Regions from separate parts of the Mus musculus genome. Here regions 1, 2, 3, 4 and 6 are each linked to region 5. The links are chromatin contacts, called in public Hi-C, HiChIP or PLAC-seq and promoter capture Hi-C maps. All regions are on one chromosome and are shown on one strand. Each heading gives the region's core, a stretch centred on a gene start, on an enhancer-like site or on the middle of the called end of the contact. The rest is flanking DNA. Distances are from core to core; before and after follow the strand shown. Region 1 overlaps Stim2 (stromal interaction molecule 2). Region 2 has its middle 53 kb from the start of Gm17182. Region 3 overlaps Sel1l3 (sel-1 suppressor of lin-12-like 3 (C. elegans)). Region 4 has its middle 14 kb from the start of Gm40303. Region 5 holds the start of Rbpj (recombination signal binding protein for immunoglobulin kappa J region). Region 6 holds the start of Sel1l3 (sel-1 suppressor of lin-12-like 3 (C. elegans)).

Evidence for each region. Promoter capture Hi-C pulls out the DNA fragments that hold promoters and counts their contacts. Hi-C and Micro-C count contacts between places; a contact is called where the count stands out from the background. HiChIP or PLAC-seq counts read pairs in DNA pulled down with a chosen protein or histone mark.
Region 1: an H3K4me3 HiChIP or PLAC-seq map of bone marrow-derived macrophages shows a contact between it and region 5, with 2.7 times the contacts expected there. The contact joins the enhancer-like site here to the promoter of Rbpj in region 5. A contact is called at or near these places in 3 of 115 datasets of contacts at active chromatin or transcription factors (bone marrow-derived dendritic cells, bone marrow-derived macrophages and thymic regulatory T cells).
Region 2: a contact with region 5 is called in an HNF4G HiChIP or PLAC-seq map of pancreatic cancer cells. The contact joins the enhancer-like site here to the promoter of Rbpj in region 5. A contact is called at or near these places in 2 of 15 datasets of contacts at CTCF or cohesin (large pre-B cells and pro-B cells), 1 of 484 Hi-C or Micro-C datasets (cerebellum) and 1 of 115 datasets of contacts at active chromatin or transcription factors (pancreatic cancer cells).
Region 3: a contact with region 5 is called in a Hi-C map of peritoneal macrophages, with 4 times the contacts expected there. The contact joins the enhancer-like site here to the promoter of Rbpj in region 5. A contact is called at or near these places in 2 of 484 Hi-C or Micro-C datasets (Sertoli cells and peritoneal macrophages) and 3 of 115 datasets of contacts at active chromatin or transcription factors (embryonic stem cells, extraembryonic endoderm stem cells and forebrain).
Region 4: a contact with region 5 is called in an H3K4me3 HiChIP or PLAC-seq map of the 230-238 cell line, with 3 times the contacts expected there. The contact joins the enhancer-like site here to the promoter of Rbpj in region 5. A contact is called at or near these places in 1 of 15 datasets of contacts at CTCF or cohesin (pro-B cells), 43 of 484 Hi-C or Micro-C datasets (the AML12 cell line, B cells, the G1E-ER4 cell line and 31 more), 15 of 115 datasets of contacts at active chromatin or transcription factors (the 230-238 cell line, the SCID.adh cell line, bone marrow-derived dendritic cells and 11 more) and 3 of 9 other capture datasets (adipose tissue, liver and pancreatic islet).
Region 6: a promoter capture Hi-C map of liver shows a contact between it and region 5, with 4 times the contacts expected there. The contact joins the promoter of Sel1l3 here to the promoter of Rbpj in region 5. A contact is called at or near these places in 7 of 39 promoter capture datasets (the C10 cell line, embryonic stem cells, hippocampal neurons and 2 more), 1 of 15 datasets of contacts at CTCF or cohesin (large pre-B cells), 10 of 484 Hi-C or Micro-C datasets (Sertoli cells, cerebellar granule neurons, cerebellum and 5 more), 10 of 115 datasets of contacts at active chromatin or transcription factors (astrocytes, bone marrow-derived macrophages, embryonic forebrain and 7 more) and 1 of 9 other capture datasets (adipose tissue).

What each region holds. Positions count from the first base shown.
Region 1 is chr5:54,024,268-54,027,676 of GRCm38.p6, forward strand. The region is part of intron 1 of Stim2 (stromal interaction molecule 2); the gene reads left to right. Among named protein-coding and RNA genes, the nearest start is that of Stim2, 27 kb to the left of the region's middle. Within about 2 kb of position 1,569, at least 72 of the 459 cell types and tissues checked have an H3K27ac peak or open chromatin away from gene starts, as enhancers often do. A contact at or near this core is called in bone marrow-derived macrophages and thymic regulatory T cells, where this site is marked.
Region 2 is chr5:53,100,222-53,104,020 of GRCm38.p6, forward strand. No RefSeq gene overlaps it. Among named protein-coding and RNA genes, the nearest start is that of Gm17182, 53 kb to the left of the region's middle. Within about 2 kb of position 1,935, at least 33 of the 459 cell types and tissues checked have an H3K27ac peak or open chromatin away from gene starts, as enhancers often do. A contact at or near this core is called in pancreatic cancer cells, where this site is marked.
Region 3 is chr5:53,186,005-53,189,542 of GRCm38.p6, forward strand. It overlaps Sel1l3 (sel-1 suppressor of lin-12-like 3 (C. elegans)), which reads right to left. Exons shown (of 24, transcript NM_172710.3): 3 at 1,952-2,078; 4 at 1-69. Among named protein-coding and RNA genes, the nearest start is that of Sel1l3, 26 kb to the right of the region's middle. Within about 2 kb of position 1,362, at least 31 of the 459 cell types and tissues checked have an H3K27ac peak or open chromatin away from gene starts, as enhancers often do. A contact at or near this core is called in peritoneal macrophages, where this site is marked.
Region 4 is chr5:53,279,215-53,283,090 of GRCm38.p6, forward strand. No RefSeq gene overlaps it. Among named protein-coding and RNA genes, the nearest start is that of Gm40303, 14 kb to the left of the region's middle. Within about 2 kb of position 2,012, at least 15 of the 459 cell types and tissues checked have an H3K27ac peak or open chromatin away from gene starts, as enhancers often do. A contact at or near this core is called in the 230-238 cell line, pre-pro-B cells and pro-B cells, where this site is marked.
Region 5 is chr5:53,588,468-53,592,041 of GRCm38.p6, forward strand. Rbpj (recombination signal binding protein for immunoglobulin kappa J region) reads left to right here and starts at 2,019. Exons shown (of 11, transcript NM_001080927.2): 1 at 2,019-2,257. The coding sequence starts at 2,238.
Region 6 is chr5:53,211,617-53,215,269 of GRCm38.p6, forward strand. Sel1l3 (sel-1 suppressor of lin-12-like 3 (C. elegans)) reads right to left here and starts at 1,836. Exons shown (of 24, transcript NM_172710.3): 1 at 1,514-1,836. The coding sequence starts at 1,690.

The DNA.
Region 1 (3,409 bases), core at 319-2,818, 440 kb after region 5:
ACAGAAGCTGGCCTGGAGAGCTCTCACCTCTTTTTTACAATCTGGATTCTGCAAACAGTCAGAGACCCTTCCTGTCTGCCAACTGAAGTGAAGGACTGAAGGGCACAGAATGGACTTCCTAGTAAAATGGATTTATGCTACTCTAGTAGGCGTATTAAATACATCTATTAATAGGATTGTTGTGAATATAGGAAACAAATGTTGAACACTGCATTCAGCACATAGTAACTTCCTCAAAGCATGACATAGCTTTATGATCATGTACAATTATTTAATTTTTAAAAGCGCTTCAGGTCTTAGCTATAATAAAGGATTAAAACTAGAATGAGACTGGAGTATGGTTAATTGCTACTACGGCAACTGCTTTGACAAACTTAAACACTAAGGAAACTTAACAATTAATGATACTGCTTTGCATGTTGGGTAAGTACAAATATTTGAAGAGGGGGCCATGCTCCATTTCAGTACTTAACCCTGCTGGCTAGCCTAGAAACACTATTGTGTAGCAACACTAGCAGATTAAGTGTCCTGCATGAGCAAAACCCAACGCTTTGTATGAAGTGACTCATTTGGTCCTCCCAGCAGACTGAGGGGAGGAGTCTCATGTTATAGGAGAGGTATCAGAGTCTCGGAGAAGCTAAGTGCAGTTCACAGGGCTGTTAGATACAGGCTTCACACTAAATGACTGTCTTCTGTCTGTTGATTAGTAACACCTTTGAATTATAAAACTTGTTTCATTTTAGAAACCAGTGATTTCTGAAATGTGCTGTTTCCTTTCTTAGTTAAAGTGTACATTGTATAGTAAGCAGGAATAAGCTTACTGTTAGCATATATGCACAGGGACAGATACTCTTAGTGGGTGTGTTGATCTGTTCACTGTTGTCTTTCACAGGCTTACATCATATGATATTTACCTTTCAAAGTGTTTTATACAGTCATCAAAACTCAGCTTATCTGTGTTTTTCAAAGCACATACTTGCTAGTTAGCACCTACATCAAGAAGTCCATTGTTCTTAGTACGGTTGTTCTTCTTAATCATTTGTCCTCTCTCCACGGTGACCCACTGTCTTTGGAGTTTACTTGTTTTTGATTAAGTACCAATGCAACCATGAGCATATAGTTATGCCAAATGTATTTATTGTAAAGCTGTATATTTTATGCTTTAGTAAATGCTAAGGTGAAAGATGACTATCATGCCTTGGGTTGTAAATGAATTCTCATTTGATTAATAGAATTGAGTTTTAGTGTATGATATGTGAAACAAAATATGTGAGTTCTTTTTCTATGTTTTGGCTTAGTAATGTCAGAAGGTAACTTTTGTATGAATGGTGTTTATCACACTAAAGAGTCAAGGAGCAGTGAAACTTTCTAACAGGCCGGTGTTATTTGCGTTATGAGAATGCAATGTGTGTGCATACATGCTTGTTTACTCATACAGTGTTGGTTCATCTTCAAAAGTACCATGGTGGCTGATTGAAAGTTAGGTAAACATTGCCTCCCAGTTACATTTAGAGAGGAGATTTTAACAAGCTGAGTGCCATGACCAGTTCCTCTTATTTGGTGAATGAGGAAGTTGGGGCTGTGGATCTCCTCATCTGTGGTTAAATAGAAGAGAGCAGAACTCTGACAGGTAGGACAGTGCCTTTTCATGTTTGCTGTAGAGAAAATCTGTGAGGAGAATGGAGACAGCCAAGTCAACAAATGGCAGTTTCTTTCATACACTTAGTTAGAAAGATTGCTTACCATTTTAGTACAAGGCCAGAATATTATTTCAGTTATGCCTGCTGGGTACATGTTCTGCATGCTAGAGCAGGGGGTGAAGCAAAGCCGTGATTGGACACTGAGTGGGAATGATGAACAGCTGGGCAAGTGTGCATGCATAGCCATGGGTGATGCATGGTTCCGAAGACACTGCAGGGGGAGGAGGAGAGGGAGAGGATGGGGAGGGGGAGTGGGAGAATGTGACTATCAGAGACCGTGTGTGTATGTGTGTGTGTTTAGACGGTGGTCGATGCAACCGTATAAAGCTTCTTGACAACCCTGACAGTAAGTACAGAGACGCATGCGATGCCTTCCCTTTCTCTTAGCTAGAGGGTGGCATGGTTGTACTTTGCAGAAACTTTGAGTAGACTCTAGGGCAGGTAATAAGCATTGGCAAGAGTAGATGAGGCCAGAGACAGTGTAGGAAGAATGCACAGGACTTTTTAATTTTTTTTTTAATTGATGTAAGGATACTGGGGCATTGTGACAATAATAATTAAAAAAACCCATAAATATATATGATTAAAAATGTTGTAGAATATTGTAAACACCAAATAGATACCTAAAATTTTGTTTTGCCTTCTACAGTGTTCTGGGTTCCTTAAAGTATAGACCCGATCTTAATATTTTTCTCCTCCCTCTTATGGTCTTCTTTTTGCTTGCTTTGTCCAGACTTTCTTTCCTGCTCAGTAGTCTTAAAAGTCTCTGTTAGTAACTTTTCCCTTACAGAAATATAAATCAGCATTCCTAGTACGTTCAAGGGTCTGGGTTTGATACCAAACAAGGCAAACTAAATAAATTACTATAACTTAAAGAATACCACATGTGCATTAGTTACTTTTCTGTTCCTCTGATAAAACTTTAAAGCCAAGGAAACTTTAAGAGTTGATTTGGGCTTCTCATTCCAGAAGGGTGAGAGGAATCCATTACACTTGAAAGCAGGGAGGAATGTCAGCTGAAGGAGGAGGCTGGACGCTCCTAACTTCAAACTCAAGCATGAAGCAGAGAGAGAGAAAACTAGAAATGCAAGGAGCCTTTCAACTCTGAAAGTTCACCTTCAATGGCATGCTTTCTCCAGCTGGGCCATACCTCCTAAACCTCTGCAAAGAGCCCACTGACTCGAGAATGCTGTTCAAACACCTATGACTGTGGGAGTTGTTTCTCATTCAAACCACCACAGTATGTATGACTATCATTACACCAATCAATAATTTAATCATTTTAAATGTAATTTAATTTTTTAATTTGTAATTTAATTGGTAATTTAAAATAAAATAATTTAATTATATTGACCTGTGTCAAAAATTTTATTTCAAGGAATTGGTTCACGTGATAATAGAGATACAAGGACAGATAATAGAAGTACAAGGACAAGTTGGCAACCTGGGACCTTGAGCCAGGGATATTGTTATTATCGTCCCTTGAGGAAGAGTGTATGTTCCCCTTTCAGAGACAGCCCAGAGCTCTTTTATGTAGCTGGGTCTTGGTTTGTAGATGTTTCCTTCTTTCTGGTTTAGATGCATGAGGAGCCCAAACTCAGAGGAAGTCTTAACTCTGTTTTGATGGAGTTGTATATGCCAATAGAAGCATTTTTCTCTTCAGAAGATCTCTGGACCAGCCAGACCATAGGCTGTATGGGTATGGTATT
Region 2 (3,799 bases), core at 685-3,184, 490 kb before region 5:
ATCAGATAGGCTTCCTTTGGCTGCTGATAGGAGCAGATGCGAATGAAGACCCACAGCCAAACATTAGGTGGAGCTCAGAGAACCCTGCAAATGAGGGGAGGAAGGATTGTAGGGGTTACAGGGGTTGAGGGCACCAGGAAAACAAAGACAAAGAACCAACTAAGCAGGCCTCATAGGGACTCACAGGCCGAAGTGGTGACCACAGAGCCTGAATGGGTCTGCTCTCGGTTTTCTACATATATGTTCTGTTGTTTAGCTTAGGGTTTTTGTGGGACTCCTGACAGTGGGGGTTGGGGTGTCTTGACTCTGTTGCCTGCTCTTGGAACCCTTTTCCTCCTACTGGGTTGCCTAGTCCGGCAGTGACATATGGGGTTTGTGCCTAGTCTTATTGAATCTTGTCATGCCATGTTCAGTCGCTGTCCCTGGGAGGCCTGCTCTTTTCTGCAGGGAAATGGATAAGCAGTGGATCTAAAGGAGAAGGGGAGTGGGGGTGGGGAGAACTGGCAGGACTGGGGGAGGGGAGACTGAGGTCAGGATGTATTGTATGAGAGAAGAATACATCCAAAGACAAAAGTTAACTTTATTTTATACTGTGATATTAATACAAGATAAGGGGTACACAAAAAGAGAATGGTTCTGTTTAATAGAGCTGTATTTGTATGCTGAGTTGACCAGGGATCAATTTTTCAACTTGAGACAAACTAGGGAGATCTGAGAAGAGGGAACATCAATTGACACAATGCTTCCATCAGGTATACTAATAAGCCACCCTCTGGGGGCATTTTCTCCCTTGATGATTAACGTGCAAACCACCCTCAGACAGGTGGTCCTGGGTTGTATTAAAGAGTAAGCCTCAGCGAGTCGCTAAGAGCAAGCCAGTGAGCAGCCCTTCTCTGTGATCCACTCTAGTTCCTGCCTGGAGCTCCTGCCTTGAATTTTCTTTCCATGACGGACTGTAAGTAGGCAGCTGAGATAATGGCGTTACCTTTCCAAATTGTTTTTTTTTTTTGTCAGTGTTTTTTGTTTTGTTTTGCATCAATAGGAAGAAAACTAGAATAAGGAGTGATTTGAAAAATTCCCTTGCCTTAATAACCCAGCAATTACATGCAGGAGACAAAACAAATATCAACGAACACGGAGGTCTGACAGAGGACAAAAGTGTGTACCATTCTCTTCTATTATTCTGAGGGAGATTTGCCAATTAAAGGAACAAGAGAGGAACAGGGGACAAGACACAGTCTTCGTGACTGTGTTACATGTATGAGAGCTTACCAAGAAAGAAGGGAACCCTGAGCAGCAGAAACTGAGTCCTAAGTGAGCGTCACTGTAAGCAAGGAAACGGAGTTTGTACCTCAGTGAAGAATGAATCACGGGAAGTACTTCGGAAACCTTGGGGTGTTAGTGAAGGATAAAGGTTTTTGGGTTTGCTGTGAATTAAACCCAAGGGTCTGCCTCGCTCAAGCCTTTGTTCAGGACTCTGCCTCTGAGCAGTGTCTCTGGGCTTTAAATGTGTTAGGTTGGCTTACACAGGCCCGACTGTGAACTGATTCTTACCGATCACAACTCTCTCTCCTCTCCTGGTACGAGAGGGTACCCTGCGAGGGAAAAAAAAATGCCTTGCTTTTAGACAGAGAAATGGAAGGCAGAAATCTCTTCTGTATCTGTTGACTCTTAAGAATTCGTAGGAAGCATAGTCGTGTGGCATAGCCTGGTCTGTTTAAGGTAAATAAGCTCCAGTTGCCCACTGACCCCAGAAGGAGAGTCGTATAGAGCATGCGTGGATCCCCACACCCACAGGCTGGAACCACATGTCCAGAGTCCAGCCTGGATCTGTTGAACCACATAAACCCGTGCCCCCGCCCCCCCGTCCCCGCCCCAGGTGCCTGGCTTTGAGCCTAGACATCTTGCTGTTGTTTCTTCTTCAGAATTGCTGTAGCAATGGCTGATTCATCTGTGAGGTGCAGGAAGTGTGTGTCTTGATTTGCACTGGTACTGTGGGAACCAGAGATATATATTCAGAGTCTCAGATTTCGACACTCCAGGAATGCAATTGCGGTCACCTTTACACAGAAGGCTGATTTACCATGGTTTCTCCACATCAGAGGAAAACGCCATCCCAGCAGAGGGTCCTGAAGTGCTGACTGAAACTCGGCCAGATGACCCTTCTGAGTTTGGTTCAGCTCCCTTGAAAGGCTGGTTGTGGGTGAAAGTGCAGTAGAGTTACCATGACTGACCAGAAGAGGAGTTGAGTTTCGTCATGTGGGACAACACATCTGTCACACACTGGTAGAAAGTTATACACTGAGCCAGATGCAGTACTGTAGTAAAGGCTTTGAAAAAGGGCACAAGGACAAAAATGTTCTCTGTCTCCTTTGTGCTCAGGAGTGAATCACAAAGTCTGCTCAGGCCCCAGGAAGTCATTTGACCTTGAGAAGCTTCTAGATCCTCTGAAAGCAACAACACACTCACCCTGTCTCCTTCAGCCCTTAGGGCCTATGGCTGGGTCTGGGCTCCAGATCCCCGGTGCCCACCACCTCCACCATTGGAGGCTTGTGCTTGGGATCAAAGAGCTGGACCAGGAAGTGACCTAGATGCTGGCCCCTGGGTTGTGTGATGGGAAGGATGGGGTGGTCCTCAGATCTGTCAGGCCACTTGAGAGTATCTGAACCCTAGTCATCAACAGAGGTCAAAATATTTTCTCACAGGACACTGGAGTCTCCATGCTGGTCCAAGTCTGTGTGTTGTGGGGTATAACGGAGCCTCCTAATGCCCCAGAGTGTCACCAGGATCCTTGCTTACAGGTGTAACAAAGCAATTTGAGGGAAGGTGGACTTAATTTCATCTTACAGTACGAGAGGACACGGTTCACCAAGGAAGGGGAGGCTGCAGGAGCTTGGGACCGCTGGCCAGATGGCATCTGCAGAGAGAGAGAGACACGGATGTAGGAGTTCAACTCACTTTCTCCTATTTCACTTGATCCAGAATCCCAGCCCATGGGATGGGGTGGCTTGCCTTTAGGGTGGATCTTCTCACCTCAAGGAAGCTAATCTAAAACTCTTTCAGAGATATGCAGAGGGTTTTCTTCTAGGTGAAGAAGATCGTGCCGGCTTGACAGTGTCAACCACACTCAGTGATACCGAAAGCAACAGCTTGGTGGGAGGGAGCATCCAAGCAAGACTGGCATCTCTGACTCTGGGAGGAGTCATGAAGCATTTGGAATGGGTTTCAGAAGTGATACTAGTACTGCCAGGCTTGAAGATAGCTTGAGTCCAAAGAGCTAGATAGAACCCAAGTGGCCTGGATGGGCCCCTGGGTTGTGGGACGGGTAGGATGGGGCAGTGTCCACTGCAGGATGACTCAGCCCTCTTCTGGTGCTGAAATTCTTATAAGGCTTCCCAGAATCTCTTTAGACATCCCCTAAGTTCTACCATGTGCAATTTTTCTTACACCGGTGACTCTTTATATTCATTTGCAAAGACGGCAATCTCAAACCATCACGGGCTGGGTGGCTTGAGCAACAGAGATTTATAGTTCCGTGGAGCTGGGAACTCATCAAGGTGGGGCACACTCCTCCACTTCCTTGATCTGTTTCCCTTGAGGGTGGGAGTCGTGCACCTTGAGTTCTCCTGTGGAGCCATGCAGAGGGTAGCCTCGGGCACGGGCTTCACGTGCCCCCCCCCCCCCCCCACTTTACAAGCACGATGACTCATCATGCACAGATAGGCTTGCGTGTGTCCCATGACAGGGGTGGAGAGCTCTCTCTCTCTCTCTCTCTCTCTCTTCTTTCTTTCTTTCTTTC
Region 3 (3,538 bases), core at 112-2,611, 400 kb before region 5:
AAGTACAGAATTCCACAGAGGCTGGCCTCGCAATAATGGAGTAAATAAAGCCACAGTGAAATGGTGACCCTAAAGGAGGGAGGCAGAAGGAAAATTCTGCAGATTGATATCATCCGAGAACAGGTAATTACAGTTAACAATGACCAAGTAAATTGCTTTCTTTCTAACGAAGGGGTGGATTTGCCTTAGTGTTCATCAGGGGAGATCAGCTTGCAAAGCCTGAGATTTTGAGACAAAAGAGGTAGTTATAGTAACTGCAGAGATAGGAGTTAAGCTCTTTTGTACAAAACCCGCTGACGCTCTACCTTTCCCGAAATGTTCTGGGGGGACTCGCTGAGATGCTCACATGCCAGCAATCTGAATCCCTCATTGAGGCTGATAAAGCGAGACAGTGAATAAAAATATGGATTTTAATAAGAGGTGATGTGATAAGGAGCTATTCTAATATCTGTGATTAGAAGAGGGGGAGAAAAACCATAATTAGGGCTTTTTGAGCAATTTTGTTTCTTTCAAGGATGAAAGCCCCAACTGTAATGCTCTGCAAATGGCCCCTCACGTGACACGTGGACACAAATGTGCTGTCCTCTCTCTCATGTCCAGGTGCTTCAGTAGTCCAATTCTAGCCAACCTATAGGATACAGTTCATTTAATTATTCCATTTCTGCATGGGGCTATTTCAGTTGGGGGAAGGAAAAAAAAAAAGACACTATGGCAGAGTAGATGGCTCAGATGGTGCTTGCCTTACAGACATGACGACCTGATAACTCAGCAACCCAAGAGTAGTGGTACTTGCTTGTAATCCCAGCTCTGGGGGAGTTGGGGGTGTGAGGGGAAGACAGGAGACTCCCAGGAGGCACACTGGCTAGCCTAGTTGGCAGGATCCAGCCAAGTGAGAAACCCTGCCTCAAAAACAAGTTGGACAATTCAACCTGGACAGCTGACGGTTGACTCCTGGCCTCCAAATGCATGCACACATGCATCTACCTGCACACAAACAAAATGCACATACATGCACATACAAAAGGGAAAAACTGTACATCTGTGACTTAAGGAACGAGGATAAAATATCCAAGTCAGCTAGGACAGTTTTAGCCAAGATACAGTGCTAGAGACCAGTAGTTCAGAGACAAGGAGCAAGGAATCAGAGGGTTTGGTGTATGACATGTGACTCGACATTAAACAAACACATCCTGCTTTTTCCATTCACCCCAGTAGCTAATTTGAAGCCTGGGTTAAGGTGGCAGTGGCCCTCAGTTCTTTGGAGGATTCAGCCAAAGAACTCTTTCAGAATATTCTGGGCTTCGTAAGCTGGCCTTGAAGTCAGTGTCACATTATGCAAACAGATGGTGTCACAGACTTCCCTCCTGACCCACCCAGCTGAGCAAGCTCATGAAGATAAGTTATTACAAGGAAGCTTAGCGAGAACATACGCTCGGCGAGTGACTCAAGATCTTTCTACCGCCAGCAGCACAGGAAGAATTAAATCACTCAGCTAAATCCATCCGATCCGAGGTGAGCTAGGCGCCATTTCCAGCATCTTCAGCTCAGCAGAAGGAAAAATAGATGTGGATTCTGCTGAAGTCAGTGGAGGAGAGCAGAGGCCCCGAGGGTTCTAGCAAACTTGTCCAGTGTTCCAGGACCGAACAGGCCAAGGCCATGAGTACAATCTATGCTGGTTGTGGATGAGTGTGCCTGAAGCCTCAGCAGACCTAAGCTTCAACACCTTGCTGCGTGCTCTCTGGGACCAGCCCAAAAAAGACGAAGGAAAGTAGAAGATTCCTAAGTGCAGAAATAATTTCCACCTAACATTAACATTTCCTGGTTAATGGAACTGGAGGGTTCTCTTTAAGCATTTGTGCACAGAACCCCAGAAGGAATTCTGCCACTAGCCTGCCAGGTGGTCAGATACAAACAGGCCCGCCCCACCAGCCCCCGACCTGCCCACCCTTACATGGGGTAGTCCACGCGCTGGCTTCGAGTGGCCTCTAGCTCTCTGTTCTGGAAATTTTGGAGCTTCTTCACGATGCCTGTGTTTTCTCCGCTGGAAGCATAGGGGAAGCTGAGGAGGGCAACTGCATCTGCAAACATCATAGAAGTCATCTTTGGTTCTCTCCAGAGAGGCACCCCTTCCCAACTCACACCCTCAGTTCCCCCCAAATGGTTAAAGCAACAGCCTAAAATGATGAACGAGCGAGCGAGCGAGCATTCGCAGAACACAGAATCTGAGCCGGGAACCACCACGCTAGGCATAGCAGCAAGACTGTCCTTATTGGTTCTCATCACAATCTTAGAAAGAAAGGTTTTGTTATCAGTCCCATTCTGTGGAGGGGAAGTCCAAGGTTACATTCACAAAGTTCAGAAGCTATAAGGACAGATTTTTTTTTTTTTTTTTTGGTTTAAATTCTGGCATCGATCTATCCATCCACCCATTTTCAAGATGGGCCCCAGGCCTTGCACAAGGTAGGCAAGCCCATTCTGCCGCCCGTTACCATCTCCAGCTGGTGTGTTCTTAACCACATTGCATACAGCCCTTTAACTCGAGGGAAAACATTTTCGACTTGTGTTACAAAGACGTTCTCACTTTGACAGAACTCCTGATGGCACAGTCATTGCTATACATATCACATATACATTATTACCTTGTTGAATCCTCATTATTATGGCCAGGGTATAGACTGGGGAAACAGAGGCAGGGTTTGCCAACATGGTAACTAACATTTGGTGTGTGCCAGGCAGTGTGATAAGCACATTTCAAAGGTCATATCAGTCATCTTTATGACAAATCATCAAGTGGGACATCAGCACTTTCACTTCCACATTTTTTTTTTCACTAACACGGGACTCTAGAGCACTGGCATGTCCTTGACAGATCGTATAGGGAAAATGCAGGCTCTCCAGTTCTTTATCTAACAACTGCTGCTTTAATGAAGGCTAAGTATACATTTCTATTCTCCATATTCACTTGGCCTAGGAATAGCCATGCCTTTCTCTTTCCTAAAATTCTCTTAGATTTAAACATCCATAATTCAATGATAGAAACAGCCTACTCTTCCTGGGTCTCTTGGAGAGAAGACCCAGGTTTCTATAAGAGTCATCAAACACACAGTATCAGTACATATCACAGGCATTCTCAGCCTGGGACACTAATCAGCTCAGCTCATTTCCCAAAGAGAAACAAGAAACTGTCCTAAGTGTAGAAGCACCTTGAGGTTGATATGATCTGAAAATCTCAAAAGCAGTTTTTAGAATCTCCAGCCCTTGTATATATATATTTAATAGGATTAAGCAAGCCAGTTGCTTCAAAGCATCTAAATCATGAAATGAATTTCAGCTCCATTTGGGAACAGAGAGCTTGCTGGTCTGTTTTGAGTGTGGAGGTGGAGGTTGTCAATGGAAATACTGCAAGGAGGTCCTTGGGATATGGATAGTTTATCAAAAATAACTGATTTGAGCTCAACCTTGGCCGGGCTTCTATGTGTTGAGAGAAGCAGAAAAGGCCAGACAGCCACCTTTGTGCCAGGAAGCTGGAACCATATAA
Region 4 (3,876 bases), core at 762-3,261, 310 kb before region 5:
GGGTTTTAGTTATTTCCGGATAAAATCAAGTTGACAACCAAGAATAGCCAACACAGCTGTTACTGGAGTGCCCGTCGCCCACCGGGTTCCCCGCCAGGAGTCGCGGCAGTGATGCTAAGACCCAGTTTCCTCTTGCTGGGCTTACTTTCTCCCTCCCTTGCTTCCTTGTCTTTGGTTCCTTCTGTGTCTGTCTTCTGCCTTCCCCTCCTCCCTACGACTCCCCTTTTCCTTTGATCCCTCTCACTTCTCACTTCTCACTTCTGGTACCCTGCCTACTTTTGCCTCAGGAGGCTACACGACTTGGTACTGTTCTCAGCAGAAAGCCTTGTGTTTCTGCAGCCTGTGTTTTCACGAGGTGCTTGGTGGCAGAATTTCATAATTGTCAACTTGGCATTCTCTTAACACACTGCTGGCTCAATTATGTAATGACTGGCAAACGGGAATGAGATTGATAGTTCTAAAACCAAAGTCATCATTTTGGGGAGACATTGCCTAATATAGAATTGACGTTCAGTTAACAACCCAATAGAGGGAGCTGACTAATTAGTTGTGCATTTGCCTACTGTTTTCCTTGGAGGGGGCACCAAGAAGTTATGTAATTTAAAGTCAAATCGTGCAAATGCTCCATGGAGCCTGATGACTGAGGCATGTACATCTTCTGGGCTGAAGGACTGTGGCAGCAGACTCTCCTGAGTCAGATCTTTGTCCTGGGACCTACCTCCCCTTGTCTTCAGTCTACCTTTTTGCAATGATACAAGGGCTTCCTATCCTCAGTCACCTTGACGCTTGTAGCAGGAGTGTTCTGTGTCTCAGACAAGCCTGCAGAGGGCTGCCCATGCCTGCCCCATGAGTGGCGAGAGGTGCCCTAGTGAGGATAGACAGAGGGCCTCACAATCCAGGAGTCCTAGTGTGCCCCCCTCTCCCAAGGACAGTGATTGAAGCACTTTCCTTATAAGAGGCAGCTTAGGTGCATTTAGGAAACAGGTCTGCTATTGACTAGATACATCGGGTTCTAATTTGGTGATTTCCTGGGGAGGGTAATCATTTCCCAAGTGCTTTGAACGACAACACTTCTACTGTCTGTCACCTTTCTGGGATAGAGACTTCCCCTTTAGGGGAAAATCAGACCATTACATCTTAAACCTTTTGATCTCTGGATAGCTTTACACTTTTTAAAACACACTGTCTCAAGGCTGTAAGCAGGAGAGCAGCGGTGGGGTTACCCAAGATCCCGCTTTGCCCTCTGCATGCACGCACAAACATGACACATTTTTTTAAAGCTCCACATTGTGTTCATGCAAATTATACCTATAGAAAAATGCACTGTATTACTACATTCTTAAAAAAACAAGAATTATATTACTTTAAAAGTGTCAATTATGATTATGTAGATTAATAGAATGTTGTATGAGAAAATTTTATTTTTTAAAACATAAAGTAGTTTCTGGGAAAACAGTTTAGTGGGTAAGATCACTTTATGTAAGCACGAAGACCTGAGTTCAAATCCCCAGCAACCACATAAAAAGCTGACATGGCCACAAGCACCTGAAACCCCAGCACTGAGGGGAAGAGACAGAAAAACCACCGAGGATCGCTGACTGCCGGTCAAGCTCCAGGTTCAACGAGAGACCCTGTCTCAGACATTCGGTGGCAAGGAGAGAGCAGGGCAGCTGGCCCCCGAATGGCTTCCATCCATACTGACATGTACCCACATATCTTTCGTATACATGCACCACATATAAGTACTTGTGAATATCTGTCCCAACAGAAGACCTTTGCATTCTCACGTTTCTCTGCCTTGGGTCTCTTTTATTATTATCTCTGCATTCGCACGAGGGCATGGAAGCAGAAATGTTTTCAAGGGAGGTTTTGAGTTCTTGCTCCTCAGTCAAACCTTTCGAGGACTGTGTAGTGGAATCTCATCTGTTGCCCTGGCTGGTTAGTTGTCCTGGACCTGTTTTGCTGTGTTGGAAGAGGTTGTAACAGGAGGGGAGGAACTGAAAGCATACTTGCTGTTACTGGGATAAAGAAAGCTCCATCCAGCCATTCAAATGCCCAACGGTACCTCCTGTGGGTACATTTGTAAGCCCACAGCCAGAAATAGCAATACCGCTGAGCAGTTGCAAATTTCAGCCTGGGAACACTGAAGTGTGTAACAGGACCATTCCCTTTGGCTGATAAGAAGCTCAGACACTGGGGCTCTGCTCTTCAAGAACTGCCTATGGATACTGGGGAGAGGGCTCAGGTTAAGGGAACCAATAGTTTGATTCCCAGCACCACACACTCACGACCCTCTAAATCCAGTCCAGGGTATCTCATGCCCTCTGAGAGCACCAGTCATGAATGTGGTGAACACCCATGTGATATGTGCTCACACAGAAATAAAACTTTAAAAGAAGTGCCTGTGAATGTGCGGCATGTCCATGGTCACTATGGTGACCTCATCCCCTTCTCACGCCATTTTCTTCTCACTTTAGTTTTGGTCTTAGACTGTATGTTAGAGCCTTCATTCAAGATGAGGCATGGCATACATGATATGTATTCAACTGAAAACTCATTTATAGTTAATAGAGATGAAGTAAAATCATACAGATTAATATATTAAAAATACCTTTTTAAAAAACCTTATACTTTTTTACAGTGCTAAAAAACTAGTCTTGAGAAGTACCTAGAATTCTGACTTGTGGCAAGGGATGGAGCTATGGTGTGGACGGAGCTCTGGACGACAATGGTGGCCTTGTTTTAGATACAGCAGTGTTTGGGGATCATTACATTATGGGCTTTACGAGTCTGGTGCACCACTGCATTCTCCCACCTGTCAGCTCGATGCACAGTGGGCACTCCATCGATACTGAGAGATGGTTACCTGGAAGAATGGAGTGGTAGTAAGGACATGGGGTGCCCACCTTTAAATGCCAGGCAGATTTTTTTTTTTCATTTGATTTAGTAGGAGGCATGAAGAAACTTAAGCAGGAAGTTTCCTGAAGACTTCAAAACAAAGCCAGGCTGCTCTCTCTAGAGCAGCCCTAATCATAGATCGTGGTTAGCAGTGTTGTTGGGCTGTTCTTTCCTACCCAGAATGATCAACAGACATGAGAGAAAGATACAAAAGCATTTAGAGTCACTTGACGAAGACGCTGGCTGGCATCTTGCGTCATGGATCTGTTTTATTTCTACTGCAGCTAGTTTCATTACATTTTGCAAAGGTCCCCAGGAGAACGTGAGTTAGAAATAAGACAAGGAGCTAGGGCCGTCGTTCACTTGTCAGTCAGAGTGCTTGCTTGACATACTTGAGGCCCTGTGTTCAATTCCCCGTACTACGAAAGGGTGGGTGTGCTAGCCCACATCTGCATCCAGCCCACATCTGCATCCAGCACACATCTGCATCCAGCCCACATCTGCAATTCCAGCGCAAGAGGATCAGAAGCTCAAGGTCTTGCCTGTTATATAGCAAGTGTGTGGTAGCCCCTGAGTCATGAGATGTATGGGTGGGGCAGGGAAGATAAAGAGGAAGGGAAAGAGGAAAAGGAAAGAAGAGAGAGAGGAAGAAAGAAATGCAAAAGCAGGTGCTCTGGGTTTCAGTCCCAGGAGTCCCAGAAACGCTGTTTGCACAGGAGGGAGGTTCCTCTCCCTGGGCCTGCTGTAGTAGGTAGCATCCCCAGAAACTCTAATGGAAATCCCTTGTTTGCTGTTGTAGTCCTCGCCTGCCAAGAGCAGTGTGGCCGAGGCAGGCCTGGGGTGAGCATGCCCTGGTGAGGTAATGGAGGGAACCCTGGTGCATCCTCCTTTGGCTGGTCCCTGCGTCTCTGAATCAGGGATCTGGGCAGCAGGGGTGAAAGCTGGGTCACCCTTCCTGACCTCTCTGCTGATAGGTGG
Region 5 (3,574 bases), core at 769-3,268:
CACCACGCCAATCTGAAAAGTGGCAGAGTGAAGAAGGGTTCTGACAGCTCTTGGGCAAGTAAATGAATTCAAAAAGGGTGCGTGGAGAACAGCAGCCACTAACGTATCTGATGAAACAGTACCTAGAACGGGATGCTTGCTACAAAAGAATAGAAAGAGGAAGGAAACAAAACTGGCGTTTTAAGTCATCTGGGGGGGAGGGGAGACAGAAACTGGTATGTATGTAGGATTCCTTTAAAGGCTAGGAACAGACTAAGGGGAAGCTATTTAAATCGTGTTCTCGTACCACAATGCAAACGTTTGAGATCGCTAAGCTCAGCTTTCCCGGAGCCTTGCCGGCTCACAAAGCCATCGAAGACACTATAAAGGAAAACAAAACAAAACAAAAAACAAAACAAAAACAAAACAAACAAACAAACAAAAAAACCCCAAACCAACCATTGCTAGAATAGTTAAGGGAATCCAAACTTGTTGTAGAGCAAGTGAAGTGGAGGCCAGACTAGGTGACTCAGATGCATGACTCAAAGCCGACACGGGGCTGGCTGACAGCTCCCGGAGGCGGGGGGCACCACGTCTGTCACATTTCAGGAAAGTACCAGGCTCGGGAGGGCGACAGGAAGCCTCCCCGGCGCGTGCGTGAGTGTGCCGGGGCGGCCTCAGCCCGCCGCTCCCCGCCACGCGCCCACCGCCCCGCCCCGCCCCGCCTCGCGGGCGCCTGTCGGACCCTGCCTTCCGCGTCCCGGGAGCCGCACGGGACGAACACCTGTCGGGGCCCCGGCTCTGCGCGATGTAGGGCGCACGCCCAGCCGCCCGCGGGGTGGGTAGGAGAGCGCGTTCTCGCGAGGCTTAGGAAATTTCCCACGGCCCGTGTTGTGTCTGAGCCGAGCGGTGGAAGGCGCTCGGGAGGAGGTGTAGCGTGAGACTCCGGCTGCCCGCATTGCGCACATGCGCAGTGGCGCGAGCGCGCCGCGCCAATCCTGCGGCGCTCCGGAGCGGGTCTCGGGCGGGCTGATCCAGTTCTCCGGGTTTTTTGTGGCTCCCTGCGGGAGGCAGGCAATGCAGGAGCTGGGAAATCTCTTGGAAAGCAAAGGGCCGGGAAGGGGGGGGGGGGGGAGCAGGGAGGATCAGCAGGTAGGGGACCGGAGGGACAGGTCTCGGGCCACCACCTGCCGAGAGGTGTCCCAGGCAAGACAAGCATCGGGCGACAGCATCGGGCCACCGCCGGAGGAGCTGTTTCTAGGCAGTTACCTACACGTCTGCACCCACACCTACATCCTGCAAGCTGGCTGCTGCCATGAGTTCCCCAGGCAGTCGGAGCTGGGCGGGTAGCTCGCTCCCAAGTGCCCGGGCTTGTAGTGGTGGCTCTGGGGACAACCATTCGGGGCTCTGACGTGTGGGTGCAAAGTGAACATCGGGGGGTTAGGGGGGACACCTTTGCGCGAGGCTGACCTCGGGATGACCCCAGCTCGCATCGGGGAGAAGCGGCGAAAGGCACAGAGCTTATCCCCTAATGCTTTTCCCCTGCAGAGCTCTTGGGAAGGGTCAGCTCACGCGGCGATCACGCCTGTCTCGCCGCGTGTGCGGGTCGTGCGGGAGCAAATGAATGGAGACAGTCGCTGGCAGGTCACCGGGGACCGGGGCTCTGTCCCGATCTCCGCCGCTCCGGCACCTGATACTGAGATTAGCATAAGGGAGGTGTCCAGTGAACGTCGGAATGAATGAAAAAGGCTGGGAACCCGCGGCGAGCGGGAAGCCACTTGGAAAACACCCACTCGAGGAGGCGTCTCCTCTAGGCCTGTGAGACGCTCGCATTTTCCCAGGACCCCTCCTCCCGGCCCCGGGGCCCCGCCTCCTGACCCCTCCAGTCCCGGTCCCCGTAGTAATGCCCTCCGGTTTTCCTCAGTCTCCACGTACGTCCCCGAGGGCGCGTCCCAAAACCCGGATAACCGGAGCGCTCCCCATGGACTACTCGGAGGGCTTGTCCGCGGAGGAGCGGCCTGCGCATGCTCCATCGGCGGGGTAGGTTTCTAGGGAAAGGCAGTGAGCAGATCCCTTAGTCCGCGGGCGGCGCGAGGCGGCTGGCTCCCGGCGGCGGCGGCGGCGAAGCGGGGAAAGACGGCGCGGGGGCCGGGTGGCAGCGATCGGCGAGGCCGAGGGAAGGGGCGGGGGAGAGGAGCAGGGAAAGGCGGCGGGGGGAATCTCGCGAGGGTTGGAGTTTTGGCGAGAGTTTGTGGAAGATGGCGCCTGTTGTGACAGGGTAAGTCTGAGGGGGCAGCGAGTGCTGGGAACCGGGAAAGTTGCGGGCGTCTGACCGCCGGCGGCAGGCGGCGGGCCGGGGCCGCGCGGCGCGCCGGGGCCTCGGGAGGCGGCGCGGGGCGGCGACGCGATGGCGCGGGCCGGTGCGGGGCTCGCCCGTGCGCCGCGGTGGAGCGGGCTCCGGGCGCGTGAGGGCGGGCGGTGGCGAGGCCGGCGGCTGCGGGCGGAGTGCGGCCGGCGCGCGGGGCCGTAGGCACCGTGCCCGGCGCGCGCCCCCCTCGGCGGGCCTGGCGGGGATCCCGGCGCAGCTTTGTTCCCCGTGCGTGGCCCGCGTCGCCTGTCCTCCCAGCCGCTGCCCTGGGCGCCGGAGCGCTTTGTCTGTGTGCGCTGCCCCCCGCGATTCTGCCCCCAGCCCTTTGTTTCGCCGCCTTAGGCTCTCTGTGGGAGCCGCTGCGCGCCCCGCATCCCGTCTGCACCTCCACTCCGCCCGCTGTCCCTCCTCCCGTGCCCCTTTGTTGTATCCCTCTCTTCAGTAGCTGGGTGACCTGCCATAGCCCTGGCACCAGATTACTGCCGTTCTCTTTCTTCCATTGTCTTTCTCGTGTGTATCCCCTCTCACCTTTTTCTCTTTGGTCCTCACCCCCCCCCCCCAAGGCTTTGTCTCCCCTATGTAGTGTCTCATTCTCTTAGCATCCCCTTCCCCTCGCGTCACTGCCTGATTTATCCGCTGCCCACTGTGTCTGTCTGTTGAACTGTCTCAACCCCGGGGACTCCATCTGGTGCTTCTAAGTGCGCACAGACTCTAGGGTTTGCTTTTGTTGTTTGAGTCTGGGAGATGCTTGAGATACTTAAGTTTGCTCCTTCCGCGCCCCTCCTTTCTTCCTTCGCACCCATTTCTCTCGGGATCACACCCCTACCCACCCCTATGCGCCCCTCTCTTGGGATTAAAACGACCCCACTTTTCTTTGCCATCTTTCTGGGCCCGTGATTGTTTTGCTTGGTAAGAGTAGCGCTGGAAAAGGATCTCGATTTCTTGATGGTTATTGCCGTCCCCATCATTGGCTTCTGACGGCCCCAGGCCAAGGGCATCCGCAGTAGCCTTGCACCTGGGTTACCTGAGGGCTAATGGAAGGGTATATTTTAAGACTGTTAGAAGTAGGCTCAAAGGTACTTCCCACCCCCCCACCCCACCCCCTGTTGGTGATGGAGAATAGTTTCAGATATTCGCAGTGGATGTGCGTTTGATGTGAATAGGAGGTGAGTGAATTTTGATGTTGTAAACTTGTGAATGTTGGGCTGATGAAGTTTATCTTTTTTT
Region 6 (3,653 bases), core at 586-3,085, 380 kb before region 5:
GTGCTCTGTATGCAGGATCATCTGTTTAAACAAAACCCCCCGTCATCTGACATGGCAGCTTTATTTATGAGTCTGTGTACTGTAACCCCGTGGCATAAATATTAAATAATAACATCCCTTGGGCAAAAAAAAAAAAAATCATACCCATTACGTTACCTGGCATCTTCTTATGAAAATATAAAGTAAACCCAACCACACACACACACACACACACACACACACACACACACACACACACACACGGTATTAGTTAATCCTAAGGAACAAGTATATAAGAAAGGATTGTTCAACAGGTAGAGAGAGGGGCACAATTAATATTTGCATTTTTACACTGCCTTGCTTCAAGAAATGAAAGAGTCAAGAAGTAAAGAGTGTTGAAAACAACAGCAAACTTGCATAGGTGACAAGTTTCTTCAAACCTAAATTTCAAGCCCTGTCAGCACCTCCTTAGCAGGTGAGCTTAGAAGACGACCAGAATCCAAACACCGTCAGTGCACATGAACGGGGTTCTGGACAATGACATTGCTCGTTTTTTAAGCATTCTGTGAATTTCCTATTACATCAGTTTCATGATTCAGCATTTTCCTTTTCATTTATTTACAGTAATATTCGGCGAGATAACCTAAGCTTTCCGCAGGATCCTGGAACATAAGGTAGGCTGGGCAGCAAGGGTGTAGCCTTCTGTAAATTTACTATTGCTCAGAACTCAGGAACAAATGGGAGAGAGCAAGTCAGCCAAAGAACTGGGAAATAGCTCCTCACCTTACTCTGAGGGTCTCATTTTCTCTGGTATTTAAAATAGGTGACTGCCATCTAGTTTGTAAGTCTAACAGAAGGCAAGAAGTGTGCAAATTGCAAACTGTGCATAAGCCAAACGCAGCTCTGAAACGACAGCGTTCAAGACGCAACTAAAGTCACCACTCTGGCGGTAAGCGTGGTACAAAGAAGTAGATTTCATTCTGGCACCCGCAACTTGGCTGGAGTGACCAAGGAGTTGAGAAAGAGCCTCTGGAAATGCGATGTGCGGTGGCACAGAACCGTCTGGACGGAAAGAACCCGATGCAAACTCAAAGGAGGGTCGGGGTGGGGGGTGGGGGCAGGAAAAAGGAGAAGTTGGGCACACGGAGCAAAGGAGCTTCAAGAAGGTGAATGAAAAGCCTAGGACAGGTGGGGACAGGGCTGGGGAGCCACGATCCAAGGGGCGGGAAGCAAATGCAGGGTAGGGAGGGTCCAACGTCGCTGGGGACAAGAAGGGTACTCTAGGGGAACCTAGCCCTGGTCTCCAGCAAGGCGATGAGGAAGAGGAATGACTCCAGCGAGAGTAGCCCGCAAGTCCGGTCCACGCACCCGGGTACTCATCCCAAGGGCTGGGAGCGCCCGGGACGCAGTGGCAAGGAAAAGAGACAAACTCGCGGCGACGTCCCCACCTCCTGCGGTTGGGGTCCCAGGCCACCCCCACCCCGTCCCCAGGGCCCGCGCAGAAGGAAGGACCCTAATAGGGTCCGGCGCTCACCAGGTAGCAGAGAAAGAGCAATGCGCTGGTAGGGCGGCCGCCGAGGCCCGGGGAGACACCGCGGCTCGGGGGGACCATGGCTGCGGCCGGGGGACCGAAAGCGGGCGGCGGGGGCTGCTGCTGCTGCTGCTGCTGTCGCCGCCGTGGCCACCAAAGCCCCGCGCCGCGCCACTGCATGGCGAGGCCGCCCGGATCCCGGCCGGAACAGGTCACCTGGTGCAGGGACCGGCCCCCGCCCGAGGCGCCACCTTCCCTCCCGCCCCCGGCCGGCGGCCCGCCGCGCGCGGGGCCACCTGCCGCTGCCACCGGACCCGCCGCCGCCACCGCCGCCACCGCCGCTCCCGCCGCCGCCCCCGCAGCCCCAACCGAGCGCCGGCTCCTCCCCGCTCGCAGTCCCGTCCCCTCCCTCCCTCGGCCTCCCTGCCCAGCCCGCCTCCCTGGTCGTTCCCTCCGAACCCACGACGTCCACCCCTCCTGGCCGTAGGCGCCCACACAGGTGGGGACCTCGTGGTCCCGCCCCCCACCCCGGCCGCTGTTCGCCCCCGGGTCCGCGGGGCTCTCGGTCGCCCCCCCCATCCCTTTCTCTTGCTTCCTCCTCCGCCCCTTCCGCGCCCTTGCAGTCCGCGATCCCCCCCCCCCACCCCTTCTACTACCCACTTTCTCCGTTTCCTCCACGTCCTTTCTCCCCAACTCCCTCCCTTCTCCATCTCTCTCTCCCGCATCTCTAGCGGGTGCCCACCCTGCTGCTTGCCTCTCATTCCCACTTCGCGCCCCAGCACTAGACAGTGAGGTTTGTTTGGTGGCTTGGGGGTGGAGGGGTAGTGGTGGCCCGGGCGCCATTCCGGCAGGGCGGGGGCCGAGAGTGCTTTCTTGGAGTTGAGCCACGCAGCCGCTTGGCTTCTAATCCTTAGGGATGGATTTTGACCCCTGCTAACCTCCACCTGTCACCTGCAGGGCTTGGGGCTGCTTTCCTGCTTGCAGGTTTAGAGCCCAGGCTGTGCCCCACCCTGCCGCCTGATTGGCGACTCGTTCTGGATGTTTCCCCAGGGTTTTGTGCGGTGTGGCCGCTGCTGCCTCCGCGCTCTTTGTTTTAATTGTCTGGAGTATTGGCGCCCAGAGCGGGTTTGTATTTGATTTGCATCCCTGAGCTCTGGCTTCCACTTGGACGAGGAGAAAATGAATTAATTAGGCCAGTACAATCGTACCCAAGCCCCAAATGAAAGGAGGTGAGGCCCTTGAAGTGCGCAAACAGCTTTTTTTTTTTTTTGAAAATCAGGACACATCCTAGGTTTTGGGGAGGCAAGGTGAGACTGGATGTTAGTAGACCTGGGTTCTGGAGCCACTGGCAGGTGACATGAGACTCGTGGACAGGGCAAGCAACTCGGGCTTGCCCTGTAGTTCCAGGAAGTGCTTGGCTGTCCTGCTGCTGAGAAGACTGCTTGTGAGCCAAGGGCTGGTGTCCTGAGATAGTTAACCCATGTTGAAAAGTTTGTCCCTTTGGCACTGATGTGGATGTGTGTGGATGGGAACTATTAATAGATTGGAAGCCAAGGAACACAACCCTTTCCCTGAGGAGTTGTCACTACTGTGGTCCAAGTAATGCCAGGCGCGGTGGGGGGTGGGAGGTGGGGCGGGGAGGATCGAGGAAAAGCTCAGAGTCAGTTTCTGGACCTGGCTACAGTGGGGCTATCAGCAAAGAGCTGGGACTTTCTTGCTCATTTTTGGTTTCTTAGGTTGCCTATGAGTTCTGGGCCAATCACAGCTAGAAGGCTCTCAGACCTTAGTTTAGTCTGAGGCATCTGGAGAACAAGCACATAGATGGCAGAGTGCCCCTGAATTCTGTCTCAGTCGGTCCTGGATGGTGTCTACCAGAGAAGCCCCCTGGTGAGTGAGTTTCCAAGGTGACAGTACAGAAGCAGGGAGGTCTCACTTTCCAAGCCATGGGCTTACAGGAAGGATGCTGCCTGTCTGGCCAGCTGCAAACACAATAAAGCACTTGGGAAGTTTGACAGATGTTGCCAGGATGCCTGTCCCACTTCCACAGAAACAAAGCACTTAAAATTCTCCTCTGTGATGCAGGGAACTATTTATTCCATTTAGTGTCCAAGGGAACAAAAGATGGGGTGGCTTTGTCCCAGAT